Regions from separate parts of the Rattus norvegicus genome. Here region 2 is linked to region 1. The links are chromatin contacts, called in public HiChIP or PLAC-seq maps. All regions are on one chromosome and are shown on one strand. The core of a region is the stretch at or near the end of the contact, and the rest is flanking DNA. Distances in the headings are between cores, read along the strand shown.

What was found. HiChIP or PLAC-seq counts read pairs in DNA pulled down with a chosen protein or histone mark.
Region 2: a contact with region 1 is called in an H3K27ac HiChIP or PLAC-seq map of oligodendrocytes, with 5 times the contacts expected there. The contact joins two enhancer-like sites. A contact is called at or near these places in 5 of 12 Hi-C or Micro-C datasets (the A7r5 cell line, Schwann cells, frontal cortex and 2 more) and 1 of 1 datasets of contacts at active chromatin or transcription factors (oligodendrocytes).

What each region holds. Positions count from the first base shown.
Region 1 is chr8:87,556,527-87,561,152 of GRCr8, forward strand. No RefSeq gene overlaps it. Among named protein-coding and RNA genes, the nearest start is that of Gclc, 48 kb to the left of the region's middle. Within about 2 kb of position 2,540, at least 37 of the 93 cell types and tissues checked have an H3K27ac peak or open chromatin away from gene starts, as enhancers often do.
Region 2 is chr8:87,661,970-87,666,595 of GRCr8, forward strand. No RefSeq gene overlaps it. Among named protein-coding and RNA genes, the nearest start is that of Elovl5, 6.9 kb to the right of the region's middle. Within about 2 kb of position 2,267, at least 89 of the 93 cell types and tissues checked have an H3K27ac peak or open chromatin away from gene starts, as enhancers often do.

The DNA.
Region 1 (4,626 bases), core at 1,290-3,789:
CTAGAAATGCTGACCTAAAAATATAGTGTAGCTACATTGCCGGTCAGGACAATGGTAACAGCCACTCTGGGAAACAGTTTGAGAGCTTCTGATGCTAAGCATGTAACTGCCATTTGACCCAGATGTTATACTCAAGGGCATTTGTCGTGAACATACAAAAACTCCTGTGTGCACAAAGACCCGTGCATAGCTGCTTTACTCCTAGTAGCCAAACAGAAGAAGCAACTTAGCTATCCTTCAAGGAACGTTAAGCAAACAGTGGTTCATCTGTGTCATCTAAGATGAGGTGGTAATAGATGGGATGAAGTATTGATCTGAGCAGCAATCGTAGATGAGTCCCCAGTGAATCGCGCATCAACAAAGCTCTATGCTGGTTAGGTCTCTCTAGTTTCAGGACAGGTGGGACAGAGGAGAGGGATTGGTGTGGTTAGAATAGGTGAGTCAGTGCGAGAGGTCCTGTGGATGATGGAATTGTTCCGTGAGTTGATTAAGATTGTGAATATGTGAGCCTACAAAAGAGACAGATCCATGTGTGGTGGCAATACACAGGAACAGTACAGGTGAGCCCTGGGAAGCCCACAGATGATACTGTGCAGTCTGGACAGCCACATACATTGGTAAATGGTGTTTGAGATTTAAAGATTTATTTATTTATTATATAAGAACACTGAAGCTGTCCTCAGACATACCAGAAGAGGACATCAGATCTCATTATAGATGGTTGTGAGCCACCATGTGGTTGCTGGGAATTGAACTCAGGACCTCTGGATGAGCAGTCAGTACACTAAACCACTGAGCCATCTCTCTAGTCTGTTATTCCTTTCTATAACTGGATTCGTCTATGATTATCTCTATTGATATTCACACTGGTTAATGAGTGATGTGCAATCCTAGATGCTTGACACACATCATCTCATTGGTCTTCCCTATAGCCTTCTGCAACAGGATATCACTATTTCCACCACTGGGAAGGGGGTGAACACAGAGTCGGATGAAGCAACTTTATAACTAGTCCAGTCTAAGGAGATCTTGACTGGTGATCATTGGTGATGTCTTGATGCTACATAAAGACCGCTGGGTGATTTGTGGAAAACCTTAGGTTCCGGTCACCCTTCCAGTGACCTACATTTTAATTTGAAAGTGACGTAAACACTTAGTTGGTTGCCCCATGAGGGGAGGCAGGGAAGGAGGGAGGGAGGGACGTATGTACTTTTATGATTTTCTGATACCAGAGGATCAAGCAAACAAAATACTATTTCATCCCCATTTTGGCAATGAGCATCAGTGTTGGCGCCATTACTTGTCTCTTCTAGCATCCCAAGGGGTTCTGGAGCATCCTCTCTAGCAGCATGCTGGGTGCTCACCTCCCCACAACACTCTGTCTTGCATAAAGGCTTTGCAGAGAGGCAAAGTCAGTGTTAGATAATAGCAACAGAGCAGTCCTTCACTGAATAATTTCCAAATACTAATGACTGAGACAGTCTGTGTTATTTAGTCAAGACAAACTTGGTGAAATGGGTTCTGTCATTGGGGTGTGTGTGTGTGTGTGTGTATGAGCACGCACGGGATAGCATGAACAACATGCTAACCCAGGGCCTCAGTAAGAACTCTACCGCTGAACTGGAGTGTAGTGGTCAGAGGTTCACTACACTTGTGGCTTAGAAGACTGAAATGTCTGGTTTGTAGGTTAAGCCAGGCTAATAGTCTTCCGTTGCTTTGAGAAACACAGAGAAAACCCACTCAGATTCTTTGGGCCTGTAGTTTCACAGGGTTCTGTCCACTTTGTTTCTGGACCATCATGAGACAGCATTATGTATGGCTGGGCATGTGCTAGAGCAAAACTACTCACCTCGTGGCAGGCAGAAAGCAGATAGTGTGAGCAGGGAAGAGGACAGACATAGCCTTCAATGGTACTCTTCCTGAGCAGGGGTGAGGGGAGACACAGCCTTCAATGACACTCTTCCTGAGCAGGGATGAGGGAAGACACAGCCTTCAATGGCACTCTTCCTGTAGCCTACTTCATCCAGCTAGGCACCATATGCTAATAGCCCTTTCATCTATGAACTCACCACCAGATTCCCCTACTTTCTGTAGATGAGTTTAGAACACTCCTGACCCAATCACCTCTCTGACTCCCCCACCCCCACCCTGTCCATTGCTACATTCGGGAGTCAAGCCTTCACTATATGGATCTTTGGAGACTCTTCATATTTAAAGTAATTCAGACACACATGCCGAAGCTACCTGCCCCTCTAAAGCCTTCCTGAAGGTAGGTTGTGTCCTTATGGTTCTTGAGCAATTATAAATTTAAATCTGATATTATTTGAATTGAGTAACATAACGTAAAATTAATGTGCTCAGTTTCGCTTCTGAAAATGGACATCTGAGACTAGAACAAAGCTTCCTAAGTACCTTGAAATTCCAGCAGTGGCCCCGTGATGGCAGTATAAGACTAGCGAATATACCTGCAGCCTTCCAGGATCCTGAACTCACCTACGGCAAAGGCAAAAACCCCAGAATCCTGTGAGATGCAAAATCAGGTTGACAAAGTGCCTCATGCATCTGGGTTATTAACCTCAGAAACAAAGAAATGCAGCTCGCTTTCCAGACAGAGAAAACAGTTTCTTATGGGAAAACAAAGCATCTACTTGGTGAGAGCACCCTTTTCATAAGTATTGGACAGCAGCCAGCGGCAAACACAATAGCCCTGTCTACAAATGTTTTTCCCATTTCCTCTGCCCCCTGAAAGCAAGCATTTGAGAATAAATAGTTCAGTTCTCTTTTCCTGGTTGGCCCCTATGGCTGTAAACAAAGGGACAACTGGACTATAGAAATGTCACATATTTTTCTTGGCTGTGTATGACCTTATGAACCCCTGCCTGGGAATTACACTAACAGCCAAAAAACATGATTCAGTCAAGGTCCTCAAAGCGCTTTATGGAGAGTAATGAATGTACCTCCCCAACCCCAAACATACCAGGCCATAAGCATTTGCTGAGTTATAGCCAAGTTCAAAAGACACTCAGCACGAATTGGGTCTTTGTTGTGGTAGTGGTTTGGTTCTTTAGCCATTGGAACCATTTATTGATCAACAGAATTAGCTCCTGTAGGTTTTGCTCTTTTACTTCATGACTCTTGGTCATGGCTGACAGGATTAGAGGCAAATGCCTAACGCAGGAGAGGCACCTCAGAGCCACTGAGGGTCTGTGCTTTGAGAGTGTCAGCACGCTGGCACAGGTTACTGCTTCCAGCCACGGGGAGACATTAAGGAGAAAGCCCCAGGACTCCTGAGGCTGAGTCAGGATTGCCCAACTTTCCATATATTCTGAAGGGCTGACAAATATCCTACCCAATAAATTTGTAAGTTAGTGTAAACTTCAAGTGAGGCTCTGCTGCATGCGATCTCCTGATAAAGGTATCATTTTTATGGACAAAGTTCAATGGGGTACAAAAAATTATACCCCACAGAATCTTCCTTGCTATCAAAATGAATAGATTCTCTGGAATTCAAACCTACTTTGTGACCCCATTTTTCCTCTTGTTCTCCATAAACATGGAAATGATAACATGGGGCTGGCCTGATGACATCACTGAAGCAGGGAATGTTCATCTGGCCAGGTGCCCAGCATAAGGTGCTCAGTTAACATGAACCTGAGCCCTGCCTGTATCATCTCTATAAAGAAAAAGAAGCAGCCAGGAAAACATTCTCCTTGGAGTCTGGACAAGCAATGGCGACTATTCTTGAACAAGGCATGGGAACTGTGAGACCAAAGCCCTTTTCTGCAGAGAAAGGGTGTCCCTCATGTGCTTGAAACCAATGGGGCATATGAGAAAGTCCTAGGGGACCTAAGGCCCATTGCTAGAGGGTAGGAGTGCACAGTAAATATATCCCTCCTAGTAGCCCCTCCTGGTACTGGTCTCTCCAAGGGTGGAGAAAATGTTTACCCCATCAACTCATTATCCTGAAGACATAGAAGCCTGGTGAAGTCAGTGAAGTCAGTGGGGGTGGCAAACAGAAAACCTCTGCTAATGGGAAAGTCAAGGTGGATCCCAGGATGCAAGCCCCCACTCTCTTTTACCTGTGGGTATCTTGTACTCTGCACTCACAGCCTTATGGGCATCTGTGGAGTCTACAAGGAGAACCACCATCTCAAGGTCACATGACATTGCTATCTCCTGCTCTCATCATTCAGAGGAACTGGGTGCTGCCATGCTGCCAGTGTGTTTAGAGAAGACACGGCGTCAGAGTGTCCAGCAACAGCTATGAGTTGACAAAAAAGAAAGGATTGTGCTATATTTAATTAATATAATAATTAACAGAATCTATTGTATTGTGCCCCCAGCTAACAGATTGGGAGACTACCCTAGGCAGTTCCCACTGCACCAAGATGGCGGTACGGAAGAGCAGGCTCTGTCTGACGAGCATCATTTCGGCAGTAGCTGGAGCAGCCCTGGGTCTTTTGATCTTGTAGGAGTCCTGGGAAACCAACTTTGCAGGCTACCTGCCTGAAATGCCCAGGAGGCTGTATCTACTCTTTTCAGCTCTCTAGGCTTTATTAGATGGGTTGTTCAGGAAGGAATGGAGAATGCTGTGTCCTCGAAACTGTCAGATAGAACCAAAGCAGG
Region 2 (4,626 bases), core at 1,017-3,516, 110 kb after region 1:
TCATGGAACAGGAAGCAGGAATCTCACATGAGCCAGAGGTTTGAAGCAAATAGTACCTCTTGAATATGACAGGACCACTGCAGTTATGAACTTAATAGCATCGGTGGTTATCTGCAGAAGATCAAAACAGCCAGCCTTCTGGCCACACCTGGAACTCAAGAGCTATTGGCTTTTGATGGATCCCAAGAAAGGAAGAGTCAGATTCCTCATCAGAGTTCTTTAAGGACATGTCCCCCACTTCCCGAAGATCAACCAAGTCCCCATACCCAAAAGTCTATGGACAGAATAACTGGACTCAGTGGATTATTTAAAAAGACAAAAACAAAAACGAAGGACATAAGTTGGGAAGGGATGTAAGAGGGGATTGGAGGTGTGAGCTTAGGAGACATTACCAGGAGGAGTCAGGGGTGAATGGTCAAAGTTCATAAAGAATTGATACAAATATTATATTTAAAAAGGCATTGAGTTATCATTTATTTTATTTTATTCTTTCTATTATTAAAACAGGATCTCATTCTCTCTCTAAAGAAATAGCTTGAAACTCAATTGGCAGCCCAGCCTGACCTGGGACTTGCTGCGATCCTTCTGTTTCCTGGGTTCTGGGATTACAAGAACACCTCATCATTTCTTTTAAAAAGCTAGTGTGTCAAAGCTTTTAGTTAAAAAAAAAAAAAAAAAGCTTTTCAGTTAAAAGCTAAAGCTTAAAGCTCGAAGCCTTCAAGAGCCTTTCTTTCCCCTTAATTTTAACCTGTAATGCTCCTTCCAAGTTTCTTGGGTCCCCATACTTCTTTCTTTGTACTTACAATGGCTACATCATGGCTGTCTTCCTTTACTAGTAATACACACCCTGGACTAACAGATCTCACCAAAGCGTTTCCAGTGACAGAATAGGCTTCTTTACTATCTCCTCTATGTGACCAAGCATACAGCAGGCAGCACATAATTGTAGCATCTGATAAAACATACTAAAAGTCTGATTACAACATTCTTCTTACACAGTGATCCTCCCATGAAGATTTATGGTCCTGTCACTACCAATATGTCACACAAAAAATAGGACATCTCTTTTTTTTTTTTTTTTTTTAATGTCAGGTTGGGGAGGTTGGGGTTATGTGCTGGGTAGTTTATGTCAACTTGACACAAGCTAGATTCATGGGAGAGGAGGAAACCTCAATTAAGAAAATGCCTCCCTAACATCGGGCTGTAGGCAAGCCTGTAGGGCATTTTCTTAATTAACGCTTGATGTGGGAGGGAAAAGCCCATCAGGGTTGAGCCACCCCTGGTCTGTAAGAAAGCAGGCTGGGCAAGCTATGTGAGGTAAGCCAGTAAGCAGTAATCAGCCATGGCCTCTGCCTCAGCTCCGCCTTCCAGGTTCCTGCCTTCACTTCTTCTAAAGATGAATTGTTGTTCGCAGCTGTGGGTGAAATAAACCCTTTCCTCCCTAAGTAGCTTTTGGTCACGGTGTTTCATCATAGCAACTGACCCTAAGGCAGGTTACAAACTGATTCATCAAGCCATATGTGACCTCGTCATTAAAAGCCTTGAACTCCCCCCCCCCCCCCTTGAAGGTTCTGGCTTGGAAACTGCTGTACTTTATAGAATTCTTAAGAAACACAATCTTCGATCCAAGAAAGAAGCGCTTGCACTTAGTCATATGCACCCTGCTGACCTACCCACCAAAAGCTTCCCTGAAGGGCTTCCCAAGTGGATTGTCAGTTCGTCATCTGCAAAAGGCATGGAAGTGCCACAACTCAGTTGCTTTCCAACTGTGGCACTTGCAGGATAAATTTCTGAGCTTGTTTCTACATCTAAAACTGGAGGTGATTAACTGAGAAGTAAAAACGTTAAGCAGTAGCTCACGATCCAACTGCTCTCTGTACCTTTAAGGTTTCCCCCACAGAGAGAAGGGAGGAAGGGAGTGACCCTTGGTTGACAAAAGAAAATGTAACTGTTTCCTCTTCCTGTCCAAAGCCGTTAGATCTCATAGCAGATAATCTCGGAAGGTCTTTGAAATATGCCGAGGGCATTTTCACCATCCCCGACCCGGGCCCACAGCCTACAAGGGCGTTAACAAGGCCTGGAGTCACCGGAGCAGGCGGGCATTCTCCGCAGGCATGGAGGGAGCTGCGGTCCGGATGCGTGTCCCCGCAGCAGCCTCCTCTCCCACGCTCCCGCGCCTCCCGCTCCGCCCGGGGCTGCACCTTCCTTTCCCCGCCTGGTGTGCACTGCTTGCCAGGTCCCCAGGGTCAGCGCGCGGCCGCGGAGGCCAGTGCCCCGGAGTAACCCCGCGGGCCCGCCCCTCAGCTCAGACTGCCCAGCTCGGCGCTGTGATTGGCGGGCGCCGCCGCGGGTGAATGGCGTGACCCCGCTCCCCCCATTCCCCGCCCACCCACAGCTCCGCGCCCCGGTTCTGGCCGGAAGTGAGGCCGAGGGGGTCCTGGAGGGTGCGCGGGTATGCGTCATTGAGACAGAGAGAGAGAGCCCGGGCCGGTGGGTCCCTCGGGCCACCCGCAGCGATCGCCCACCAGTACTAGCGCCTTGGAGCCTGGGCGGGGCCTCGCCGGGTTCCACTCCTGAACCTGGGCTGGCCTGGCTTGCAGCTGGCTGTTAAACACAGTATTTTGGACTCAGCCGTTTCTGCATGTCACATACAGACCTCAGTGAAGGAGGCCTCTGCCTTGGTGAAGTATGGAGGGTGAGAATCAGGAAGCAATATCATTACAGAGTGTAGGTGTGCTGAGAAAGAAGCAAACCAGAGTGTGGATTGGGCTTAGGCAGGATAGTGCCAACCTGGTGGGGCCTATGAGTTTAGAAAAGGAGCTGAAGATGGGGAGTACACGGGCTTTGACGCCTGGCTTTGCAGTGTTCTTTCCTCGTTCTCTCAACACTGAATTCTTACAGCATTTTAATTTTTTTTATTTGCTAAAAGTACATCACTTTTCATAACGTCTTGCTTATTATCTGAGTTCCCAGGAGTATAGCGGCTCCCCAAAGACCAGTCACTACATATGTACAGGATGTTTACTGCTGTCTAGATTTCCGGCTGGGTACAGAGGGCAATTTTTAAAATGAATAGCATATTTGTGAATATTTGCTGAAAATCAGTTCTATCTTTTTATGCTTATCCCACACACCCAGAGTAGCACCCCTTCTCCCTGCTCTTTGGAAGCCTTTCTTGAATATTTAACTACGACACAGCTTTCCACAGCATTCAGGCCCTCAAGCCTACTCTGACCCCATGAGCTACTGAAAGCGCAGAGTCCCACAGGTTGTTTGTGTTCAATGTTTGTGTTACCATGGTTACCAGCAATGTGTCCATCCATAGTAATAAGTGAAGAAAACAACAAGCAAATAAACAAAAACTCATAGCATGAATTGGAGACTCCCTAGGTCTTTTGTATCTTGAAACAGCCTACTGGATCTGATTTGCTCTTACGATCATGGAGAAAGTAAATGGTCTTCTTGAGATTGGAATGGTCTCTCTCTCTCTGTCTCTGTCTCTGTCTCTGTCTCTCTGTCTCTCTGTCTCTCTCTCTCTGTCTCTCTCTCTCTCTCTCTGTGTGTGTGTACTATGTGATGGTCTTCTACAAGTCTACTTCAATAAATATTCATTCCTTTTTGCTTTTTATGTACCTGGCCCAACAACATACTAGAAGTTTCTGCCCTTGAAGAAGAGCGATATTAGAAACAGGAAGTGATACAAGGGAGCACAGGGCTCTAGTTATGGGGAAAGGGGAAAAAGAAACATTTTGTTCTTCTTTACACTCTGTGAAGCAAAACAGAATGGAGAGGAAGATAAAAACGAAAAGATGAAATATAGGTGCATGGAAACTCTAAAGATGTTAACTTTTCCTGTCACTAAGCTGCACGGTAATAACATTGTATTCTTTACTTCCTGGTTTTAAACCGTTTACAACTGCTCCGAATTTATGCTCAGAAAGTGTTTAACGACTTGTACAGGACAGTATGCTATGTAATCATTTACATTGGAGACAATACAGCTCTTTGACATAAGGGACCGTGTGCATTTGGAAGAAAAGATGCCATGCAATCAAATGGCAGGCAGTAGTCTTCAGGAAATGATTAAGCTGGTGCTACAGAGATGGTTCAGTGGTTAATAACATGTGTTGCCTTTGGAGAGGAACTGGGGATGGTCCCCAACACTCCTATGGTGACTCAAACCCATCCCTCACTCCAGTTCCAGGGGGATCTGATGGCTTCTGTCCTCAGCGGGCACCAGGTACATACATGGTGCACATGCATACATCCGGGTAAAACACTCGTGAGTATAAAATAAAAAGAACTCACGTTTTTTAAAAAAAAAAAGTCAAGCTGCCTCAAAAACTTGTAAATTTTCACTTGAGTCTTAAGTGATGGAAAGTGAACTTGAGACTGTGAGAAATTGTGCTACACATGTAAGAGCATGTCTGATGGGTCGGGTGCACAAAAGCAAGGCTTTTCCCAATAGACTTTTTTCAGGTAACTAAATACCACATGACCTAGAGCAACTACACCCTTTAAGGCTAATTTTTAGGGAAATTGTTCTTTTAAATGCTAGAACAGGGAAATGATACCTCCAGCTCTAATAATATAAATCACTTTGAAAGGATACGTAGCCAGAGTTCA